Regions from separate parts of the Mus musculus genome. Here regions 2 and 3 are each linked to region 1. A link is a contact called in public HiChIP or PLAC-seq and promoter capture Hi-C data. All regions are on one chromosome and are shown on one strand. The core of a region is the stretch at or near the end of the contact, and the rest is flanking DNA. Distances in the headings are between cores, read along the strand shown.

Region 1 (4,173 bases), core at 599-3,098:
GTCAGGAGTGGACTCCCTCTCATAGCATGGGTCTCAAGCTGGACCAGTCATTGGCCACCCCCTCACATGTTCTATGCCACCTTTACCCCAGCACATCTTATAGGCAGGACACATTGTAAGTCAAAGGTTTTGTGGCTGGATTGGTGTCCCAAACCCTCCATTGGAATGCCTGGTTAGAGGAGCCGATTGGTTCAGGTCCATATCCCCCTTTTCTAGGAGTCTTCGCTAGGGTTACCCTCATAAATTTCTGGGAGTTTCCATTGCACTAGGAATCTAGCTCTCCCCAGAGTAACCCCACCCACCTTCACTGCCACATTTCCAGTTGTCTCTCCCAGTATTCTCTCCCTCTGTCCTCCCTATACCTGATCCATCCTGTTCCCACTCCCCCAGCGAGACTCCTCTCCTGTCTATTCTATTTGCCCTTCACAGTGAGATTCATGCACTCCCCTTTAAGCCCTTCTTGTTACTTAGCTTCTCTGGGTCTGCTAATTGTAACATGGTTATTTGTGGTTAATATAACTTATAAGTGAGTACCTACCGTGCTTGTCTTTTGGAATCAGGGTTACCTCACTCAGGGTGATCTTTTCTAGTCCTTTCTCATGAAGCTCCTTTGGAGTCCTGGCCAGTCTGTGATAAAATCAACAATTATTCTCTGAAGAGTCTAATCTGAGGGAGGCCACAGAAGGGTCCAGCCTTCCCCATATTTCACAACTGGAGGAGTTAGAAAAAAGTTTTCTCAAATGCCGAAAAGGGTTATATGGTAGCCCAAGTTTGGGGGTTTAGTTAAAAATGGGAAAGGCCTGTTTGAATAAATGACTTAAAAATCTTCTGGCTCTCAATGATCTTGGCCTACGCAAGGGACCACTGTGGCAAGGAGAAAGATCTAGCTCTGCAGTGGATATGATTCCTGTCTAGTCGTCTAGCCGTGGGACTCTGTGAATCCAATGGTAACTGCCTGGATTTTGTCTTCCCCAAATACCTCCAAGAAACCAGATCCATCCTGGGGGCAGCCTAGAAACCTTATCCTGATGCCAGAATGTAGCCATGCCAACCCATAGGGTGGAGGCTCTGGGCTGGTCCTGCTGTTCTTAGGACGGTGGAGAACAACCCAGGAGATGGATAGATCTGGCTGCTGGGAACTACCGCTGAATCTGCGAGGCTGTGGGTAGGCAGAGAACTTCCTGTCTCTTGTGTTCCCCATCACCTGGCCCTTAAATCCCATTCTACACTGCAGCACAGCATGGAATGCATAAGGCCTAGCCTTTGGTAAAAGAGAAACAAACAAACAAACAAACAAACAAACAACAACAACAAAATCTGTAGAATGGGCCTTGGCGCTGGTGTACCTTGCTTCCAATCCAGGGTCTGTCCAAATCAAGTTCCTGACTGACTGTTTAAACTCCGGGCATAGTCTTGAGTGTCAAGCTGGTGAATGGGGCCATGGCATCCAGCTTCAGTGGGAAATCTCAACTCCTAGGTCGCCTGTTTTTCTATGTGACACACAAGTGCTTCTGTCTCCAGCACGCACGCAGGGATTCGTTCCAAGGTCCCAGGACCTCTGCAGTCACTAGTTTGTGTCTTGGTGTTGGGGGCAGGGGGTGCAAAAGGAGCAAAGGATACTTTTGGATGTAATAGGTTTCTAGGGCCTCTAGCTGGAGACCTCCGAGGGGGAACGGCCCCGGTTTCCAGAAAGAAGGGGTGGCACAAAAAAGAGGGGGTGGGCAAATGATGGGGCGGGGAGCCCTGAACCACTCTGCGTTCCAGGGAGGAGGAGGAAGGAGGGCAGGCCCTGACTAGAGGGAGGGAAAGAAGGAATCCACCAAGGAGGAGTTTTCCAGCCTGGCTTTAGAGGCTCTGTCTCACTACACAGCCCCTCGGTCTCTTGGCCTCCTCCAGCCCCTTAAGTGAGCTGTGCAGCCTGCCCTGCGGGGGAAGCGCCGGCTCACCATGGGGAGCCCGGGACTTCGGCCCGAGCTGCTGCTGCCTCAAGTACTGCCGCTGTTGCTGGCGCTGCTGCACGTCCTGCCGAGCCAGGGCTTCCCAGGTAGGAGCTAGGGATTGGGGTGTGTTTCCCCAGTTAGTCATCTAGGAACCTCAGAAGTGTCTGCCGAACCCCCTGCCCTGCAACAGCAGGAGATGGGGGGGGTCTCCCTTTGTTTACTCTGAACTCGTCTTTCGCAGTCCCAGGAAGCGGGTCTGAAAGAGGAGTGTGGCTCCCGATTAGGTACAAGAAACTGAGTTCTCTCTTGCAGCGCTTGGAGCCGGAGCCTGAGCACCTTCTGCTCCTAGGGCTCCAAGGTTTAAACCAAACCCTCTTGGCATAGAAGGCTATGAAGAGAAAGTTTGGCCACGGGCTCTTTTGCTTCTTTCTCACCACACTGCATAGCTTCTTTTGCTCCCCACCCCAACCCCTCACAGGGTTTTGATGGCTGTCAGTGCTCTAGGCCTGACAGTTTATTTTGGGTAGAAGCTCCAAATCTTGGCCCCACTCTGGAGCTGAGGAGCTCCGAAACTCTTGTGGACTTTACTAGCCTAGCCGAAGAGCCTTCGTGCATCCTCTTGTCCAGTCTGCTCCCTGCTCCCTCCTGCTCCCACCCCATCCCCCGAACTGCGCCAAACTCTGGGATTCCGAGAAAGTTTGTTTCTCTAAGGGAGAAGTGCCAGCTGAGAGTGGTGACATGTGGCATGCACTTGGTTAGCACCAGGGAAAGCAGGAAAGGCACAGGATTGTGTTGGAGGGCGTGGTCTCCAACAGCTAAGGGGACCCTGGTATTTACTGGGTTTTCACAGCACAGGGAAAATTCTCTTTGGAAGTGCTTGTTTAAAAATATCTAGTTAACATCCTCACAATGAAATCTCAGGCTTACAGAAGGTGTCAGAGGGGCAGGGCTATTTGTTATGGACCCCTGTGGCCTTGGAATGAAGAGTCAATCTATGCAGGCCCCTTTAGTTGTCTGTTTCTAGAAAGGTGGGCCATGCATTGTAAAGTATGTGAATAATGGTCTTCGTGTTAGACATCACTACGAACAGTTTAAATCGGGGGCTTGAGAAGAAACCCCCAGGAAGGGAGCTGGGTAGATGTAGGTAGGGTGGCTTTTGGTCTTTGAATGTTCCAAATGAGTGGATGGATGGATGGATGGATGGATGGATGGATGACATGTGAGTTACAAGACAGGAGCATTCTTTGTGTTTTGTGCTGATGCTTACAGGTTTGAAGTTTCGTAGGAACTAATTAGGGGCAAAGTGCAGAGGGGGCTTTACCTTAGTTGCTAGAGAAATGTCATTTTATGAGGCTGATGTCTCCACTCACTCCCTTGGCAATAATTGTGTTAAAGGGAGCTTAGAGGGGATCTAAATGAAAGAATCTCAACCTCTGGTTGAGCCTGTCCTAGGGAGGCTCCCCTTTTTCGTTTGCTATCCTCCCCCCTCCTGCTCTCTCCTCCCTGCTCCTTTCTCTCCATCTCTACCCTTATATAGTATAGCTGCCAAGCCTCAGACACCCACAGAATCCTAGATTTGCCAGCTCAGGCACTTACTACAGCTTATGTTTTGGGACTTGCCTTTGAGTTTCTTGGCTCAGTCGGCTAGCCTGCTGGTCCCGCCTCCTGACAGCCAGGCAGCCACCAGGTTCCTCTTTGCCACTATTCCTGTTGATCCCTCACCTGCCCTCTGGCTCCACTCAGGTACCCTGAAGCTTTGCAGGAGCACTTCCCTGGAGGCCTCACTCCCATTTTTTTCTAGTCTATTTCTAGCCTGTTTCTTTAAGAAATATTTATTTTACTTGTTGATATTGTATTTATACCATTTTCCCCTTTGTTTTCTGCCCTGCAAGTCCTTCCCTATACCCCACCCCCTTGCTTTCTAAACTACAGAATACTATTCCAATTGGAGTCCTCTCTTGGCACATATCAATGGATTATCTTGGGAACTGAGCTCTGCTGGGGCTGTTGAATTCAACAGAGGAAATTTTAGTCTGAGCCAGAGATTGTAAAAGTCTGGGAAGGGAAAATGCTCTAGACTTGTACATCTGGAGGCATATGGCATCGGCTGGGTTCACTATTAGTTGTGGAGTAACATGTTTTAAAGATTGTCTCAGAGGCACCTATAGTATGTGAACATCATATCTCCAGGAAGAGCCTGTCTAAGAAGATTTGGATCTGGAACTTCACAAAG
Region 2 (4,173 bases), core at 896-3,395, 920 kb after region 1:
TCACATGGCCCTTTGCTGCTCTGCCAGCTTAATGCATCCTTTAGCAATTTTTCTTCACTTGAATCAACTTCACCTGCTGTAAATTAAAAAAAAAAATCAAGTCTGTTCGTGCACTGTTTATCTCAGCTAATTATACATTTAAGGCGCTTCATATGCCTTTTTCTTTTTTTCTTCAAATGTCTTTTTCACTATATCAAGCCAAGTTAAATGTGTCACTTCCTCCCTAGAACACTGCATTTGTTCCAGTAGATTATGAATGAAAGTGCTTCTCTTTCAGTTCTAGTTACTATGATGCTTCATAGCTTTATTTATTTATATTTTAATTCCCTCAACGCCACGGATTTTCCTAATATTGGCATCCTATATCCAAAGGCAATTCTGAAAAAAAAAAAAACATTGTGTGTGTGTGTGTGTGTGGAGAGAGAGAGAGAGATTAAACTGTCTTGAAGGAGCCCCTGAAAAAGCTATTCATCTAAAGCTGCCTGTCACAAGGGCTGTGACCAAAGGGTCAAGCTAAGTACTGATATTAAGATGGGTTTAAAAAACGCATTTGATCAAACTGAGTATATTTTTGTCTACACTTAGTTATTTTAAAAGACCACACTCGCATCAGATACACATGTATTATGAGTCACAGGGTGAATGTAATAGTAAATAATACAGTATACACATCAGACCTATACACAGCCAGCTTACTATTGGTTACAGGCCCAGGAGTCCAAAAGCAACTTTCCTGCACATCACTCCCTACAAGTTTCATTACTTTTTAAAGACTCTAATGTTCAAGGGCATTCTTGCTAGCACTGTTCAACAGAAAGAAAATAACTACCCTCCCCCCTTGTTTTTAAACACTCACTTTTAAGGGCCACAAGGTCAACCCCTAAAAAGCTATGGGGCGAAGAGGGATCTGGAGTGATGCCACAAACTTCACTGCAAAAAACAAAACAAAACAACACAAAACAGGAGTAAGGCAATGCCAGGTAATCCAACAAAAGGGGGGGGGGGAAGAGAGAAAAAGAAAGGGAGAGGGGGGAGGGAGAGAAGGAGAGAAGGAGGGAGGGAGGGAGGGAGGAAGGAAGGGAGAGGGAGAGAGAGAGAGAGAGAGAGAGAGAGAGAGAGAGAGAGAGAGAGAGAGAGAGAGAAAACACGGGCTGGGGGGGGGGGGGACAAGCACAGCGCACAAAGAAGTAACAAAGAAGTAACAAAGAGTGCAGGGCGGTGCTGCAGGCGTCGAGGAGTCCAGGCAAGCAGGACCCCGCGGGCGCGGGCGCGGGCAGCGGGCGAGCGCCCTCCGGCGGCCGGGATTGCGTCTTACCTCCTGGGCGAGCTTCTGCTTGAGCACGAGCGCGGCGCACAGGTAGCCGGCGCGACCCACGAACAGCTCGTCGGAGCCACAGTCCAGGAAGGAGACCGGCGCGCAGACGGCGCACAGAGCCCGGAACTTGCCGAGGGGCTGCACGTAGTCGGGGCGGCCCAGGGCGTGGTAGACCAGCGTGGCCACCGCATACACGCCCGCGCCCCCGAGCAGAAAGGCAGCACGGGTGTCCGCGTCCGTCTCGCCCCACTCCTCGGCGCGGAGGCACGCGTCGATGAGGCGCTTGGCGAAGCGCAGGTAGCGCTCCCGGGCGGCGGCGAAGAGCGGGCTCTGGGAGACGTGGTAGAGCATGTAGGCCACCCCGGCCACGCCGCTGTACAGACCCCCCTGGCAGCTGCTGCCCGCGCCTGTCGCCCCCCGAGCCTCAGCGCCGCCCCCCAGCGGGGGCAGCTCCTGAAGAATGCGTTCGATGGTGGAGGTGACCAAGGGCGCCACTGCCTCCTCGCACTGGCCCGCCAGCAGGCTGCCCTGGTAGTCATCGAAGCGGTTGGCGAAGCAGCGCTTGGTGTCCATGCTGTCGCCCGCGGGGTCCCGAATGTCGAGCTGGGCACCTTTGGAGGGCGCGCCCTGAAGCCCGGAGCAGTACCTCCTGCTCTCAGAGGCGCGCTCGCTCAGATGGCTGTGGATGAGGTGGTGGAGGATGGAGCGAGGAGGGTGAGACGGGAGGTGACAAGACGAGGCAGGCGCAAGGAGGGATCACGGAGCCAGTGGCCAAGTGGGACAACGAGCTGCCGCGAGGCTCCGGGGTGGCCCGAGGCAGAGCTAGGAATGCGTGTCACACGTTCCCCTCCCAGAGGCCGCGCCCTCTCCAAACCGCCCCCTCTTGCGCTGCCGCAGCTCTGAGGCTCTCCAAGGGGCCGAGGTGATCTCCTCAGGCAGGACCCACGCGGGGCCGCGCCACTCCTCCCGCTCCGCCCTCGGCTCCTCCCCTCCCTGCAGAAGGCCTGGGACGTGCAGGGCACGGATCAGGAATGCTGAGGCTGGCCGTTAGCACACCTGGCAGCAGAGGTGATGACTTCCAGTCCCCTGTGTCCTCAGAGTCTTTGCCTCAGTTCGGTGCCAGCAGCACCTGGAAGCGGCATTAAAAGAAAAAGAAAAAAGACCAACGCAGCACCGGGTGTTTCGTCTCAGACTTAACTGAATAGAAAGTCAGAGTATATACCAAGAGCCCTAGGTTATAAGCATCTTCAGTTAAGTTTGTGACGCCTCTGAACTAGACTAAAGTCCCAGATAATTGACAACTGGGCATCATCTTTCAAGCTCGGTCACAGTGGCGTTTTCATTCAAAGTGTCTCAGTATCAAGAGCAGCAGCACTGTGTGTGTGTGGAGGGGGGGGGGGGTAGCATGCTTTATGTTTTTAAAGGAAGAAGAAGTTCTTGGTGTTTGTCGCCTACTCTATTATTTTGCTTGGCGTACACAGGAATTAAAAACCCAAAGAACCACACTACATTTTGGAAGAGAGTGGCAACTCCCCTACCTCCACCTACCCCTGCTCTCTTCTTTCACTGATCCCTCATGGAATTAGAAAGAGACTAATAGACATCTTTAGATCATTAGCTAGTTAGTACACGGATAAAGCTGTCCCTCCTGTTTATCCTTCACAGAGATTATTCCCATTCTGCTCTCCTTTGTGCTTTGAAACTTAATAAGACAGTAACTACACAAGTTCCCAGACTGCTTAAGGTTCCACCTGAGTGGAAAAGACAGAAAACAAAACACATATGCTACTTTTCTTTCTTATGTTTAGGTCTTTTAAAATAATTCTTCCTTCCAAAAAGTATTGACTATTGAAGGCTGAAGAGGTATTTGTATTTTGAGAAACTGAAAACACAAGTGTAAGTTGTTCATAGGAAAGTTTTTGGCACTCTGTACAGAAAACTACTTCACTTGTTTTAAAGATCACTGCTGTTGGGAGCATATTTGCCACGAAAGTGTCAATGATTGCAATGTATGAAATAAATCATAATGATCCATTTTCAATCTGAGGTGTGTTTAGAGCTCATTAGAGAATCACGATTTAGCAGGAGGAACTAGGCCCCTGTCCATCTTAGTTGGCAGCTGGTGCTAGATGCTCTCTGTTCATCCTAAGGATGAAAAGTTACAGGAAGTTTGCTACATGGCTGCACCTATATATCAGATAAGGAGGGAATCAGGACTGGGAGAGTTTGGTCAGCAGATAAGAGCATTTGCTGCTCCTTCAAAGGTTCTGGGTTCAGTACCCAGCACCCACATAGTGACACATAACTGTCTTACTCCAGTTCTGGGGGATCCAACACCCTCTTCTGGCCTTTGGGAATGCTGGACACACGCGTAGTATACTTATCTACAGGTAGGCAAATACTTATACACACAAAATAAAATTTTAAAATATTTTAAGCAAAACAGAGCAAAAGGATGAAATCTCAAGCCTAGAAATAATTTAGACAAGGCTTTGCATCTTGAATCCATGGGATGGAAAATTTGGGAAAGGAAAAATACTGAAGAGCAGGGAGACTATACCTCCCTGAGGATCTCAGCAGGTGAGGAATTCAGGGGACAGAAAAAGTTAGTAGTAATAGAAAACTCAACATTTCACACCAAATGCATACACCAGCCATTTTTGCCTGACTTTGCAAGGTCATAAAATAAAATACTTTATTTTTGCTGAGTCTCCAGTATGTGTCTTATAAAGTAAGGATCACTGTTTCTTATAATTTTGGAGAGCACTCAGGGGGGTTCAGTATTTGATAAACTAACACCCGGGTCTCTGGAGAGTAGGAGACTTACCCTACCCCACCTTTGTGTGCCCAGCTTTGCC
Region 3 (4,173 bases), core at 1,039-3,538, 840 kb after region 1:
TGCCACTCGGTAATACTGTCCTTAACATCAGTTGCTCTGCTGTTTTTTACAGGCAATACTCTATTAACTTTGGCTTGAGTGACTCTTAAAGTTATGAGACACATCTAAATGACAGTGGTGATAGAGGATTCTTACTTTAGGTTGTTTAATGTTGCCCACAAATGACTGAGCATTTAAAACTATAAAGATGGAGCTGCTGATAAAATGCACTACTGCACACTCCCCTTTCTTTGACTGCACACAGAGAACATGATGGACCTAATTGCATTTTGAAAGAAAGTCTGGGGAACAGGTTCCACATCCTCATTTGCCCTGTGTACAAAATGGGGGCAGGAACTGAGGAAGCCTGGATCAACGAGGGAGCGCTGGCTTAGTATGCCTAAGGCCCTAGACCCAACCTCCGCCACCAAAATAATAAACTTACAAATAAAGATACCTACTTCCTGGCAAGGAGTCAATCGGCTAAGGCATGTAGGTATGAACCAAACCACTTAGCACAAGGAACTTTTGAGAATTCTCAGTTGCCCCACCCAAATTTGAGTTCCCTCCCCACAGATGGCATTAAATGATGACGGCCTTGTCAAATCTCACTTACTGAACAGGACCACTAGCAGGACCATGGGGCTCCGTTAAGGACGAGGATTCTCTACCAGCTAATTAAGAGCAGGGCTTTAAGGGTTAAGTAGCCCTCAGCCATTTTTTCTGATTCGCCCCTGACTGTCAGGTCCTCCACAGCAAGTTCTTCTCACTCCTTTCTAGGATTTCCTGGCTCTTCAAGAATGGGAAACCTGGTTTATGAAGTTTGCCACAACTGTCGAACTGCAAGTCGGTACAGTAAGCTAGAAAGGTTGTGTTTAAAATGGCATGTGAGGTTTGAATATTGTGAATTTTTTTTAATTTGTACATAAACTTTTGCTTTTCCTATGGTAAGATAAAAGATATGAAAACAATACATTTAAATTCCCTTCACGTTCTGAGATTAAGGTCAAGTCCGTTTCATCAGTGTGCATTTCTTCTTGATTTGTGTTTATGAAGATTAATTTCTGGGGCTAAGTTGTAGCTTGCTAGTGGAGCATTTACCTACTCTGTACCAGGACCTGGTTTCCATCCACAGCACCACAAACGGCGGTAACCACAAAAATAATGTCTTTTCCAGAAATGGCATTAGCGGTTTCTCTTAACACAAAGCATGTTCCTGTCCTCAAGGCACCTTGTGTACCACATTTCATGACTATGTTTACAATTGGGCACACTCAGAAGACATCTCTGGTATGTGTGTCTGCACTCTAGACAACTCCCATCACACCAAGGGAAAAGTAGAGTACATGGACTTGTAGCCTTGAGTAGATGAACTAAGTCAATTTTCACAAAGCTCGTAGAATAGTGCCTGATAAACAGTTAAGTGCCACACACTTGATAAACTAAATTAAATGACCCACAAGGGCTCTGACTTGAACAGCACACGCCCTTAGAGTAACTTCCAAACGTTTGTACCAGGACCTCCCAAGCCAGTCCTACAGAGAAAGCCACATATTTTCAGGGGACCAAATAAAGACAAAAACTGCTACTCTCTTGGGCCAAACCGAAGTGAAGAGTGACAACTGTCTACGATGGCTCCCGAAATCCGGGCCATCTCGGTTTTAGCGACTGACTGGCTAGGATCCAGTCTCATTCCCAAGATTGGAATGACTTGGGAAGGCAGGGCGGGTCAGCCCTGGTTCAAGCCACCTGTCTGTCCCTTTTCAGGCAAGGTCCCCTCCTCCTTCAGCTGGGGCAGCAGTGGTGGGGACAGCCAGGGGACCGGGGCCTAACGGTCGGTTGTGGGTTCGACACGTACCTGTACAGGGGCCCGAGCTGGAGCAGGTGCATGAGCAGCGCCAGTGGGCGATCGCGGCTGAGGTCGCGGTGGACGAAGAGGAGCGTGAACTGCACCAGGGCGCAGGGCATCAAGGAGAAGAGCAGCGTCAGCACCTGCCACATGCGGTCCCCTGCGGAGCGGTAGGTGCTGCTCAAGTAGAGCGCCGCCGCCGTCTCGGCCACGAACAGGAACACGGACGCTATCACCGAGGCCGGGAATTTCATCTCCGTGCCTCAGGGACTCGCACCGCGGCCGGCGGCGGCGGCGGTGGCAGCGACGGCGGTAGCGGTGGCGGTAGCGGCGACGGTGGCGGTTTCCCGAACGACTCCCAGCATGCTCAGCCCCGAGCGGCTCGCGCGCAGCTCAGCCCGCTGAGGGCTCGCGGGCCCCGGCGCGCGCTGCCACCCGGCCTGGGGGCAACCGAAACAGCGGGGGTGGGGCAGGTAGCGTGGCCCCGCTGGGACACGCCCACGCGCCCCGTGCGCAGCCGCCGGCGCGCGCCACACTGCTCGCTGGCCGCTCGTCACAGACTGTTCCGGGCGGGCCGCGAACCCGTAGCCCCTGACAGCCCGGGCCACGGCCGTCCCGCCCCCGCGCTGGGGGCAAAGTCCCCCCCCCCCCCCCCCAGGAAGCCATCAACCGATCTGGCCCGCCTGCAGCCGCTGGGTCCTAGAGTCCGTTTGTTCTGGGCAGTGCTGGGAGCCCTGTGGCAGTCAATTCAATAAACAACAAGCAGAAGAGACCAGACTTGGGGGCTGGGAGAGTCTGAGCTCCGGATCCACTGTCTGTTTACTGGGCGGAAGAAAAGCCTGATGAAAAGTTCAGCTTGCCCTGCCATTCCAAAATAGCCAGAGCCACTGAGATGCTTTTCAAAGAGCAAATGTATCGTCGTGCATTCACCGTACTGGGAACTATGGTTAACTTTTCACTGAAACTCTTGAAAGCCTCCTTTGTCTTTCTAGTACAGACCGAGAAGGAGCATCAAAGGAGTTGTGGGAGCCAAAGTTTTCTCTCCCAGATAAAACTGCTTATAGAATGTATTGCTGTGTTATTGTGACTAGCTCCAGACAGGTCAAAGACCAGAGCCTAATAAGGAAACAGTTTTCTAGCCCAATGCATACCTCTTTTAGTGTGCCAACCCTACGACTAGCACAGTTTTTTTCACTCACTGTTTACTTAAAAGGTATGAATACAATAAATTCTGAACATACTCTTCCCCTATCCTGCTCCTCCCAGAGCCTTCTCACCTTCCTACCCACCGAACTTCATGCTCTGTCTCAAAAAACAAACAAACAAAACCTAAAAAGGCAAATGTTAAGACCAAAAAAAAAAAAAAGTCAAAGCCAACAAAATGAAACAAAAAATGCAGACAAAAACAGAGTCCGTTTTGAGTTGGCCCACTACTCCTGACTGATAAACTCACTGACACTCAATTGTAATAATAATAATAATAACAAACAGAATTCCCCCTTCTGAGCATGCCTCAATCACAAATGCCTTCTTCATTAGGAGTTAGACTTTGTGTCCACTTCCCCATCTCACTGCTGGGATTTTGTGTGATTTTAACCCATGCGTGTCCTGTGTATATTCACTAAACATTTGACAACCCTTTGGACATCAAGACGAACTCACCCCGAGCCCTCCTCCAACACACACACCCCTCACACTTTCTAAAGTCATTTTCCATGAAGAAATTAGGTGATTTTAGTTTTCAGGCATCTTGGGCGTTTTTGTACTTTGGAAAGAGATACAAATCTAATGTTAAGAGTCCTAAGATATCAAGACAAGAGGAATCCTAGTGGAGAGGACGAGTTGGGCTGCTTCACTTGGTTGGTGGAGTAGCATCCATCGGGAGATCTATTTATAAGGGCTGAGAAGGGAATTCAGCCAAGGCCTGAGAAGTACCAGGCCCTTGCTCCAAAAGGATTATGGAGGCTTATTTATAGAGCTCAGCAGGCCACCATGTCCTGGATCTAGATACACACACAGTCACAAACAGAACAGACAGCAGCACTCTGTGGAGTATTTGTGTAATATTTTATTTGACACCACAGTTAGCTTTAAAGGAAAATTAACAGTGAAGCTAAGAATTATTAATTGGAACACAGAAATATTTAGCATCTGTCTTTAAGGCAAAGGATTATCACAGGTTTTACATTATTAAGTGGACCATGTGGAGCAGGAGGGCAATAAGCCAGAGACATCACTTGCAACACAATAAAGTCCAGTTTATGGCAGATTATTTTCTACAGTACAAAACTACTACAGAAAACACACTGGGAAAATCACAGGGTTTGGGGATATTGTAAAAGCAG

The links. Promoter capture Hi-C pulls out the DNA fragments that hold promoters and counts their contacts. HiChIP or PLAC-seq counts read pairs in DNA pulled down with a chosen protein or histone mark.
Region 2: an H3K27ac HiChIP or PLAC-seq map of VIP interneurons shows a contact between it and region 1, with 9 times the contacts expected there. The contact joins the promoter of Lancl3 here to the promoter of Srpx in region 1. A contact is called at or near these places in 6 of 39 promoter capture datasets (the 3T3-L1 cell line, embryonic stem cells, frontonasal cranial neural crest and 3 more) and 5 of 115 datasets of contacts at active chromatin or transcription factors (the NIH/3T3 cell line, VIP interneurons, astrocytes and 2 more).
Region 3: a contact with region 1 is called in a promoter capture Hi-C map of hippocampal neurons, with 6 times the contacts expected there. The contact joins the promoter of Xk here to the promoter of Srpx in region 1. A contact is called at or near these places in 3 of 39 promoter capture datasets (cranial neural crest, embryonic stem cells and hippocampal neurons).

Annotation. Positions count from the first base shown.
Region 1 is chrX:10,115,315-10,119,487 of GRCm38.p6, reverse strand. Srpx (sushi-repeat-containing protein) reads left to right here and starts at 1,848. Exons shown (of 10, transcript NM_016911.5): 1 at 1,848-2,044. The coding sequence starts at 1,948. It overlaps Gm33844 (a long non-coding RNA gene), which reads right to left and starts at 1,791. Exons shown (of 3, transcript XR_386890.4): 1 at 1,347-1,791; 2 at 539-627.
Region 2 is chrX:9,197,945-9,202,117 of GRCm38.p6, reverse strand. It overlaps Lancl3 (LanC lantibiotic synthetase component C-like 3 (bacterial)), which reads right to left and starts at 2,145. Exons shown (of 5, transcript NM_173414.3): 1 at 1,316-2,145. The coding sequence starts at 1,888.
Region 3 is chrX:9,270,899-9,275,071 of GRCm38.p6, reverse strand. Xk (X-linked Kx blood group) reads right to left here and starts at 2,288. Exons shown (of 3, transcript NM_023500.2): 1 at 1,838-2,288. The coding sequence starts at 2,082.